2 separate regions of the Capsicum annuum genome follow, and region 2 is linked to region 1. The links are chromatin contacts, called in public Hi-C maps. All regions are on one chromosome and are shown on one strand. Each heading gives the region's core, a stretch centred on a gene start, on an enhancer-like site or on the middle of the called end of the contact. The rest is flanking DNA. Distances are from core to core; before and after follow the strand shown.

Evidence for each region. A called contact is a pair of places that touch in the nucleus more often than the background predicts.
Region 2: a contact with region 1 is called in a Hi-C map of pericarp, with 2.4 times the contacts expected there. The contact joins the enhancer-like site here to the promoter of LOC107870847 in region 1. A contact is called at or near these places in 2 of 5 Hi-C or Micro-C datasets (pericarp and placenta).

What each region holds. Positions count from the first base shown.
Region 1 is chr1:17,728,636-17,733,422 of UCD10Xv1.1, reverse strand. It overlaps LOC107870847 (succinate dehydrogenase [ubiquinone] iron-sulfur subunit 3, mitochondrial), which reads right to left and starts at 3,016. Exons shown (of 3, transcript XM_016717525.2): 1 at 2,486-3,016; 2 at 2,017-2,157; 3 at 1-683.
Region 2 is chr1:17,808,613-17,813,339 of UCD10Xv1.1, reverse strand. No RefSeq gene overlaps it. Among protein-coding and RNA genes, the nearest start is that of LOC124897259, 18 kb to the left of the region's middle. Within about 2 kb of position 1,344, at least 1 of the 5 cell types and tissues checked has an H3K27ac peak or open chromatin away from gene starts, as enhancers often do. A contact at or near this core is called in pericarp, where this site is marked.

The sequences.
Region 1 (4,787 bases), core at 1,767-4,266:
TAAGGCGGACACCTGGCTGCACGTGTCAATCACCTTGACGATCATCTTCTTTTTTTTTTTTTTTTTTTTTTTAAAATCATTTTGACTTAAATTTAAGTACTTATATAGCCATTTTTTAAACCCAAAAGAATAAAGGTACTTACAAATATTTTAACTTGAAAGAAATAGGTGGTAGACTTTGAACTTTGGAAATATCATCTCTATTTTTCATTTCCAAATTGGAAATACTACTTACAGTTGTCGATGACATTAACCTAATGACTAAAAAAAGTTATAAGCTGTAATTAGTGAAAAAAGCAAATATCTCATTACATGTAGTACATATTATTTAACAAACAGAGACGATCATATTATTTGACAAACCAAACTGAAAGACACAAACGTTCTCAAGACAAACAAAGCCACAAAGCCAGCAGCATCAGGCATGCAAGCTGCTGGTCATTATTAGGCAGTGTCATAATTATTAGTTACAACCAGAGGCACAGCATGAGGTTTCTGCTGCTTTGGTTATGCATTTAATATTGCCAGTTTCATCAACAAGGCAGATGCAACCTTCTCCACATTCAGCTTTCACTTCCCCTCCTTTGCTTATTTTGCATGTATATCCTGCATCTGTCTTGCATATCACCTTGCAATCATTTGATCCCTCTAGTGCTTTCTGTGCCTCTGGATCAGATTCTTCTCTTTTTAACAAATTGCAAATGTGCAATTGCATTAGTTATTTTATATTCAATAGTGTAAATCCTTCAATTTCTATACTATTTGGTTAATGTATGCACAAGATGTAACTCTTTGTATCATGATTGATATGATAACCTGGAAAATAGAGTATGCACTAACATACCATAGGACAATTAACCTACATAGTAACTGAAGGTTGATGTCAAATATATAATCTATGTATGATATGTGTATGATCGTGGATAATTAATATATAATATATGTATACCGCTAGAAAAATAAACAGAAATCTGTCTCGCTGCTTGTGTGAAGATCTCCTTTTTATGCTCTATCGGGGAATTCTAACTTGACATAACATGTCTATTACTGTTTTTATCATAAAATCAACTAATGTTTCTTAGGAGATTCAACAGTGATTACCCAGTATATAAGAATCTGATTACAGAGGGAGATCTAAACTTTGAACTTTATTTGTTCAAATTCGTAATTCTACCACCTTCATTTAATTTGTTAGGTTCAAAATCTAGTTTGTACATATCTGGTGGTTAAAATTAGGGGTGTGCATCAGTTGGTTCGGTTCAGTTTTATATATTATCGGTTCGGTTTATCGATTCTCAATTTTTAAATATACTAAACCAATAATCAAACCACTAAGATATTTTTTATCGGTTTTTGATTTATCGATTTTTAGTTCTTAACTGTTCAGTTTTCGGTTTAATCGATAAGAAAATACTCATAAAATAGAAATAGTAGTAATTAACATGAAATAAAAATCTTCGTTGCAAACAAAAATTCTACATAATGTGTTTTAATTTACGATAATCTTCAAGTTTAAACTAAATGTTGTTAGAAGAAATTAAAAGTTTGTATAATTGAAATAATAGGTTTGTTAATTTGTAAAGATTAAAGAGAAATTAAGAGAAATATTTAATAAGTCATATATATATATATATATATATATATATATATATTTATTGGGTTGTCACTTTACCCAATAACCCAATAAGAAAAAATCGAACCGAACCAATAGCCCAATAATTTTTTTTTATAAAACCATTAAAAAATCGTTAATCCAATAAAGAAAGAACAATTGCAATAAAAATTTTATCAGTTTGATTTATCGGTCGATTCGATTTTTGCACATCCCTAGTTAAAATAAACTAATAGCTTATAACCTTGTTTGATTGTGTAAACATATTTTACAATACACAAAACTTAAACTTAAACTTAGAAAATAAAACAATAACATATTATAACTGATCAAATCGTATTAATCATGTAAAAATTGTTTACGCTGTCGAACTATGTTGAGCATGAAGGAATTAGAGTACATACAGGCGGGTACAAGTTATGCCACTGGAACATTGACAGAAGGGCTTGCCAGCAGCTTTGGAACCATCTGTTTTAGAGACAGAGCAAGACCATCCTTCTGCACACTTGCACTCTACTTTCCCATCTTCCACTGTTTCACAGCATCTACACACAACTAGCCATAACTTATTACATGTCCAGTTTATACAATAATAATAATATCTTCATATTATAGTATATTTTTTTTTTTTCAATTTTTTATATCAGTATTACATAGCAGTAGGGGAAGGAGAAGGGATTGCAAGGTGGAAAGTCGAACTCTCGCCGACAAGATGAAAGTTCAGGTACCCAACCAAGTGAGCTACTGATCGCTTGTTCATGTATAATTCTTTTTCAGATTCTTCATATCAATAAAAAACTAGCTAGAATTTAGAGGAATTATTGGTGAAATATCACAAGTTATTATGAAATTAATTATAATCTATTTGCTAACCTTAGTGATTGCTGGTTTGAGCTAAGAGCCTCCATTCTTGGCTGTAAAATTAATTATTCCTTACCTTTCTAAATATCCTGAAATTTGTTACTGCAAGTCACTCATACTTTCATACATATCTGATTAGCTGCTTTTATAGATGCGGCTGCGGATTTATTTCCATTCAAATTATTTGAAATTGCTTAACCTTTTCTCCTTTCTCGAATATTCCTATAGGCTCTTGTCGATGCAAAGCGGCATCGATGTTAGATTTAAAATTGGAATTTTGTTCGATCATATAATCGGAATTTTTAAAATTATATATTTTTTTCATATATATGAACTCACAATTTGTAAAACTATCAGAAGTTTATCAAATGAGTAAATTCGAAGTTAATAGAATAAGGTATCAAAATATCTTATATTTAATTTTGAGATGTCGTAGTTATTAAATTACATATCTTCACGTTTCTTTTTAAATAAATATTTGCAATAATATATCGTTACAAACTTTTAAATTTATGATTTTACAAAGATGGACTGATCAACAATAATAATAATTATGTAACTATTCTTTGATATAATCTCCTCATATGATATGGATAGTCTTTTCGCATCGAACACGACTCTTTTTTTACAAAATTTAAACTTATAATTTTGTTTTGTATAATATGAATTATGGGCCAAATTTCACATCAAATAATAAGATAGAATCACAATTTAAATTTAAAATTCTACTTTAAAGTTGAAATTTAAATAAAAAATTTATAATTAAACGTCTCAACAACAAACTCAGTGTACTCCCACATAGTGGGATCGGGGGTAAGATGTATGTAGTCATATCACTACTTCAGAATACGTACAAAGACTGTTTCCGATTATAATTAAACGCCTACTTATTCAAAAGCTACGGAGCGGATGCATTCCTCCACTATAAAGTTCTTTAGTGTGATGATAATTACGTACAAATATGAGAACTGTTGGGTATAATGCCAGTTGTTAATATTCCAAAATAATTAGTAGTATTAATTAATACAATCATAAATTAAGTAATATTTTTGTAGGATGGTGTAGCCTACCTGTTATAGGGAAAAAGACATTCATAAAACAATTAACAATTAAAATCACTTTTAGCATTGGTCTGAGTTATAAGTATCTTTTTGATTTATCTATATACTCCCTCCGTCTCAAATTAGCCGTTCTATTCTAAATTGAGATGATACATTGATTAAGAAAAATAATTAATATCATACGGAGTTTATCATAGTACCCTTATTAAATGATGTTTACATTTTAATTTGACGAAAAAATAATTAATTTGAGACGGAGGAAGTATTTGATAAATATTCAAAGTGCCCGTAAGATAAGTATTTATAAGCCCAAAAATCTAAGTTAATTAATTCCAACTTAAGATTTTTTATCTAACTTACGAATACTTTTAGATTGATCAAAATTTTTACTATTTTATCTTTAACATTTTGTCTAATTATTAAAATATTTTTTTCATATCAAAACTTCAAACTTCCTCTCATATTTATAGTCCATACTTTGCCTTAAGAAGAACTTTTAAATTTTTGTATAAGAATTAAAAATTTTCAATCATTTTACCGATAAAAAAATTGTCAAATGAATAACAATTATCGATTAATTATAATCAACTGATTAAGCGAACTCTAATGATTTAGTTTACTTTCTTGTTTTTTACCAATCAATTACAAATAGAGCCCCATTTTGTGATTATTCTACTTGTCTATCTTGTCGTTTACCAATTATTATTCTGACCACCACATGAAAAAAGAAATAAAAGCCACTACAAGTGGTCAAGAATTTCAGGAATATCTTTTACACCAAAAGTGGTCATTATGTGGAAGGTTTTGATCAATTAGGACTAGGGAAAGAATATTAGGTTTATCTGCAAAATAATCATATACTAAATTTACATTTCTATGACCATTATTGATGACACTGCATACTTGAGAAAATGGTCATTATTAAATTTGAATCATTAAATTTCGATATCATTTCTACAGTTTTTCGATAGTCTTCCGTAAATGTGACCGCTAAAATTTGATAACTATTTGACGACAAATTTAGGAAAACAAAACTGTTCAAAAACTTATTCAAGAAACCCCTTTGCACTTACACCAAACATAAGAGACCATTTTTAGCCTTTTTTTTTTTTTAAAAACAAGAAATTATATACATGCAGTGTTTTTTTCTTTTATTCATATATGCAGGCTTATTTCCTTTTTTTTTTTAAAAAAAAAATATATAGTACGTGCATGTGAGACATTGTTTAATTGTTATTTTCAGCCGGCTGGAA
Region 2 (4,727 bases), core at 95-2,594, 82 kb before region 1:
TGTTTCTCAGGCTACACCTCTTTCCCTTGCTGCCAGAGCCTAAGAGAGATGCATAAATTTGAAACATAATTGTGGCACGATTATTTTTCATTTTTCTTTCTATATTTATAATTTTTTCTTGTTTTTAAAGTCAAATTTTTACCAAATTATTGATTACATTTTTATTATGTACTTAATTTTTTTAAAATTTTGTACTCCTTAAATTTTTCTTATTCTAACACTTTTATATTTATTTCTAGATTTTCAAATCTTCTTAAAATTAAATTTAGTTGATTTAGAATTGTTAAACTAATGAAAAAAGTTTTAGCTGTCATTAAATCTGATGACTTCTAATAAGAAAAGATTTTACCATAAATATATTTAATTAATAAAGCATTAATTCTAATGACTTCTAATAAGGAAAGTTTTTACCATAAATATATTTAATTAATTTTTAACACATAAATATTAGAAAAAAAATATAAAAAAGAATATTTTAGGTAAAAAAAAATATATATTTAATTATTTTTTAACACTTAAATTTCAAAAAAAAAAAATGAAAAAGACGATTTTATCTAAAGTAAAGACGTTTAATGAATGACAAAAAGTTCAAACAATATTTCTAATGCCCTTCACATTTTTAATATATTATAGAAATTATAGATATAGATATAGATTATAGATTATAGATTTCTTAAGCACACCAAGTATAACAACAATATCCTAGTCAATTTTACTATTTTTCTCATATAATTTTAATTTAGTTATTAATTTTAATTGATAAGTACTTTGAGGTCAGCTAATATTTTTTTAAACATTCCATAATTAAAATATTGTGTTGGGTATCTTTATCCTAATATAAAGAGAATAAAATCAGTTGCAAAATTTTCTTCCCAATTAAAATACCTTTCATGTTAATTTTCTTTTTTATTGAAACATTTCATAGTTAAAAAATTATGTTGTTTGTATCCTAACATAAAGACACTACAATTAATTATACATAGTAGATAAAATCATCTTTGTACTATTTTTCTCATATAATTTTAGTTTAATTATTAGTACTTATTTGTAAAATATATAAAAATAAAAACACGAATGTCAGCTACATAATTTAATAGTAATTTAAAACCAAATATTTATTTACTATCTTTATATTTAAAAATAACAAGGATGAAGTATTTTAAGAAAGCAACTACTATATAGAAAGCATGTAAATAATATTAATATTTAAAAGTAAAAAGTTATGTACAATGAGAACACCAAAGATTAACAAAACGCGGGTTCATAACAAATAAGTATTTTGCTAGTTATGTCCATGTGTACGATGGGTAGGATAACTGTTTTAGTGTGTGCCAAAAAATAAGGGGAATTTGATAACGTGCAAATGAGGTGAGGGTAGTGCTGTAGTAATGTGCTCATCAGGGATATGCCATTTTTTCCCTTTATTTTGTATATATTTTGAAAAGATTTATATGTAAATTAAATACAATAAAGGTAACTTTAATGTGATATTTTTTTTACAATAAAGGTAACCTTAATGTGATATTTTTTTTTAACTTTATATATATATATATATATCAGCATTCATTTATATGTCTTTTAAATGATTAAATAGGTACAATAGTTTTGTTAAAAAAATAGAATTCCATTAAAAGAATTTGGCCGTAGAGCATTTGATGGAGCAATTATAGGTATTTAGTATATGTAGAAGATAATTTAATTATTGTCATAATATTTTGAATTTAAAATCAACTAAAAGTTGTATTAGTTTTTTCCTTATTTAAATTATATAATTTAGGACTTTCAAATCAACTAATATTTTGTATTGATTCTTTCCATATTAAAGGACTCTTACATTATATAAAAACATGAAAAAAAAATACTCTGCTTTTTGAATCTCTCAATTTTTGCTTTTCTTCATCTTTAGTAGGAATATAAGCAAAGCCATGCCACTAGGAGGACGTATATATAAACAAAAGACACTTATTGAAGAAATTATTTCAGTTGCTCAATCTGTTGAAGAGTGAAACAAAAGTACTCCCGCAACTACTACAGGTAATATCATACATGCAAGATTGGTTAAACTAAGTTATTCGGTACTTATGTTGATGAAATATGATGGATATTTCATAAAATTAATTAGTTGAGGTAGCGTGTCAAATTTTTATTAAGCCGAGGGTGTATTGGGAACAATTACACTAGACCCCACTTGTGGGATTACAATGGATATGTTGTTGATGTTGTTGTTGTGTTTGTTTATGTTGTTTTATGAAATTTGTTTGTTGGAAATGTAAGAAGTTTGGGAAAAAAGAAAAAAAGAGAAATTTTGGGGTCATTGTGAAGTCAATGATAGTCAAATGAGTTTCCTCCAAGAAACAAAAATGTGTCCTTTAGGTCTTTTGATTTAGGTTATACTAGTTTTACCAAAAATATTATATCTTGGTTGTAACTGTGTTTAATAGGTAACTGCTTCAATCTCATATTACCCCACTTATGAGATTACAATGGATATGTTCTTTGTTGTTGTTGTACTTGTCTATGTTGTTTTGCTGTGTATTGTTTGTTGTAAATGTAAGAAGTTTTAAGAAAAAAAATAGAATTTTTTGGGGTTATTGTGAAGTCAATGCATAGTCAAATGTATTTTTCTTTTGTTGGTGTTGTACTTTGTTTAACCCAATAAGAAGATTATGAAAGGATTAATGGGTAAGTCAACTGATTTTCATTCAGAAAGATTAGTTCTTTAATTTTAGTTATACTAATTTTACTTAAAAGATTGTATCTTGGACGAACTGCGATTACTAGGTAACTATACCTCAACCGGAGAATAACTGTTATAACTAGAGTATAAAGGCTACTTATCCATCCTTCCTAAACTCCACTTGTGAGATTATAGTGGGTATGTTGTTGTTTTTGTGTATGTTGTTTTTCTGGGTTTTCTTTGTTGGAAATGTAAGAAGTTTGGGAAAAACAATAAGACAAAACAGAAATTTTGTAACGCCCCGAAAATCTGTCCTGAGATGTCACACGACGCTTGGAACCACAAGTGATCCCAAGCTAATCCATGAACTAGCATATTATTAAGCAACTGAATTATGACATAATAAATAACTATTTACTATGCGGAAACATAGTCATACTAAAGATCTAAAATAGATACAATATTGATGAAGCTTTATAATCTGATAAATTTGAAGGATGAAACTGAAATTTACATAACTGGCTCTGACCGACATCTATGAAGCCTCTACTATACTGACTATAGATAGTTGGGACATGCCTCCAACTACCACTAATCAATACACATAAAAGTAAATGAGCTGTACATAAACTAAAAACTGTCTGGAGTTCCCGAAGTAGGAGAACTCATCACCTGCTGACTGGAATCTGCAACTGTCTGATCGTGATACGTAGGCTATAACTAGTACCTATATTATGAGGAAATGTAGCAACATAGGCGTATATGTGGATTAGTACTTCTGGAATGCACTGAGTATACAGTGGTGAATGCAATAAGTAAAACTAATTTAATATGTAATCGTAAAATATGCATGCTAAGTGTAAGTAGACTCACCAATAAGCTGGAATAAATTGAAAGCTGAAAACATCTTAAAACACAAGTAATAAACATGATTTGATAAGCTGGTGAATCTTTACACTTAGTTTCTGTAAAACTTACTTTAATGATATAAGTATAACTGAAGCTGGGATATGATAACACATACATCCTATATGAATACTGGTATGTAAAACTAGACTGTACTTAGTCTGAATAACACATGAACTTGTACTCAAACAATCAGAAAAACATCTTTCTCATTTTCTCTAAACCTCTATCCCTAAAACTTTCATACAGTAGCCCAAGAAAATACAAATAGAATTTTAACTAATCTTGACATAAGGAGAGGTCACTGAAAGTTAGAACATGAGGACCTGAAGCATAAAGGAATAAATTTGACACTCAACTAAGGCCTGAGGAATAAAGTATCAATGACATGAATTCATCAGAGAGGTCCGAACTGAGGACACACATGACATAAATTGAATTTCGTTGATCATTATGAGTAAAGCATGAGTATATGGATCTGATCATACTGTTAAACAAGAGTACTTGAGTGATGAGCTGCATGACCTAAGTTTGGAGTTCATGATTTCATGGAACATGATTTATACTACTGAGTGAACTGGAACTCCTTATAGTAGAAACTGAAAGCGTACATGGTTTTTCTATAAAGTTCATTAATATGAGCTGTGATGAGGGAGCTGACATGTTAGACATGAGTAGATATTGTGATGGTTGAAAAACTTTGCACTGAGATAAGAATAGGTTGGGAATCATCCTCCCTTACTGCCTTTCTACACCCACTGGCACTACTACTAGAATTTGAGGGCCTGACTTGGTTACTTGTTATATCATCTTCTCTTTAGCTTTAAGCAATTATCTCAAGTCTGTAGCCACTTTACTAAACTCTAAACTGAACTGCAATCACTTTACTCTAGAATCTAAGGTATAATAATACACATGAATGATAAAATCATCCACACTGAGGTCTAAACTGAATACCGAATACTACTGAGGTCTAAATTGAATATTGAATACAACTGAGGTCTGAACTGAATACTGAACTAAACTAGATTGATACTTAGATTACTGAGATTTTCCTGAGGTCTGTAACTGACTGAGTTCTATTGAGTTTTGTAACTGACTAATACTACTACTAATCATGAGGTGACTAATACTATTCTGTAAC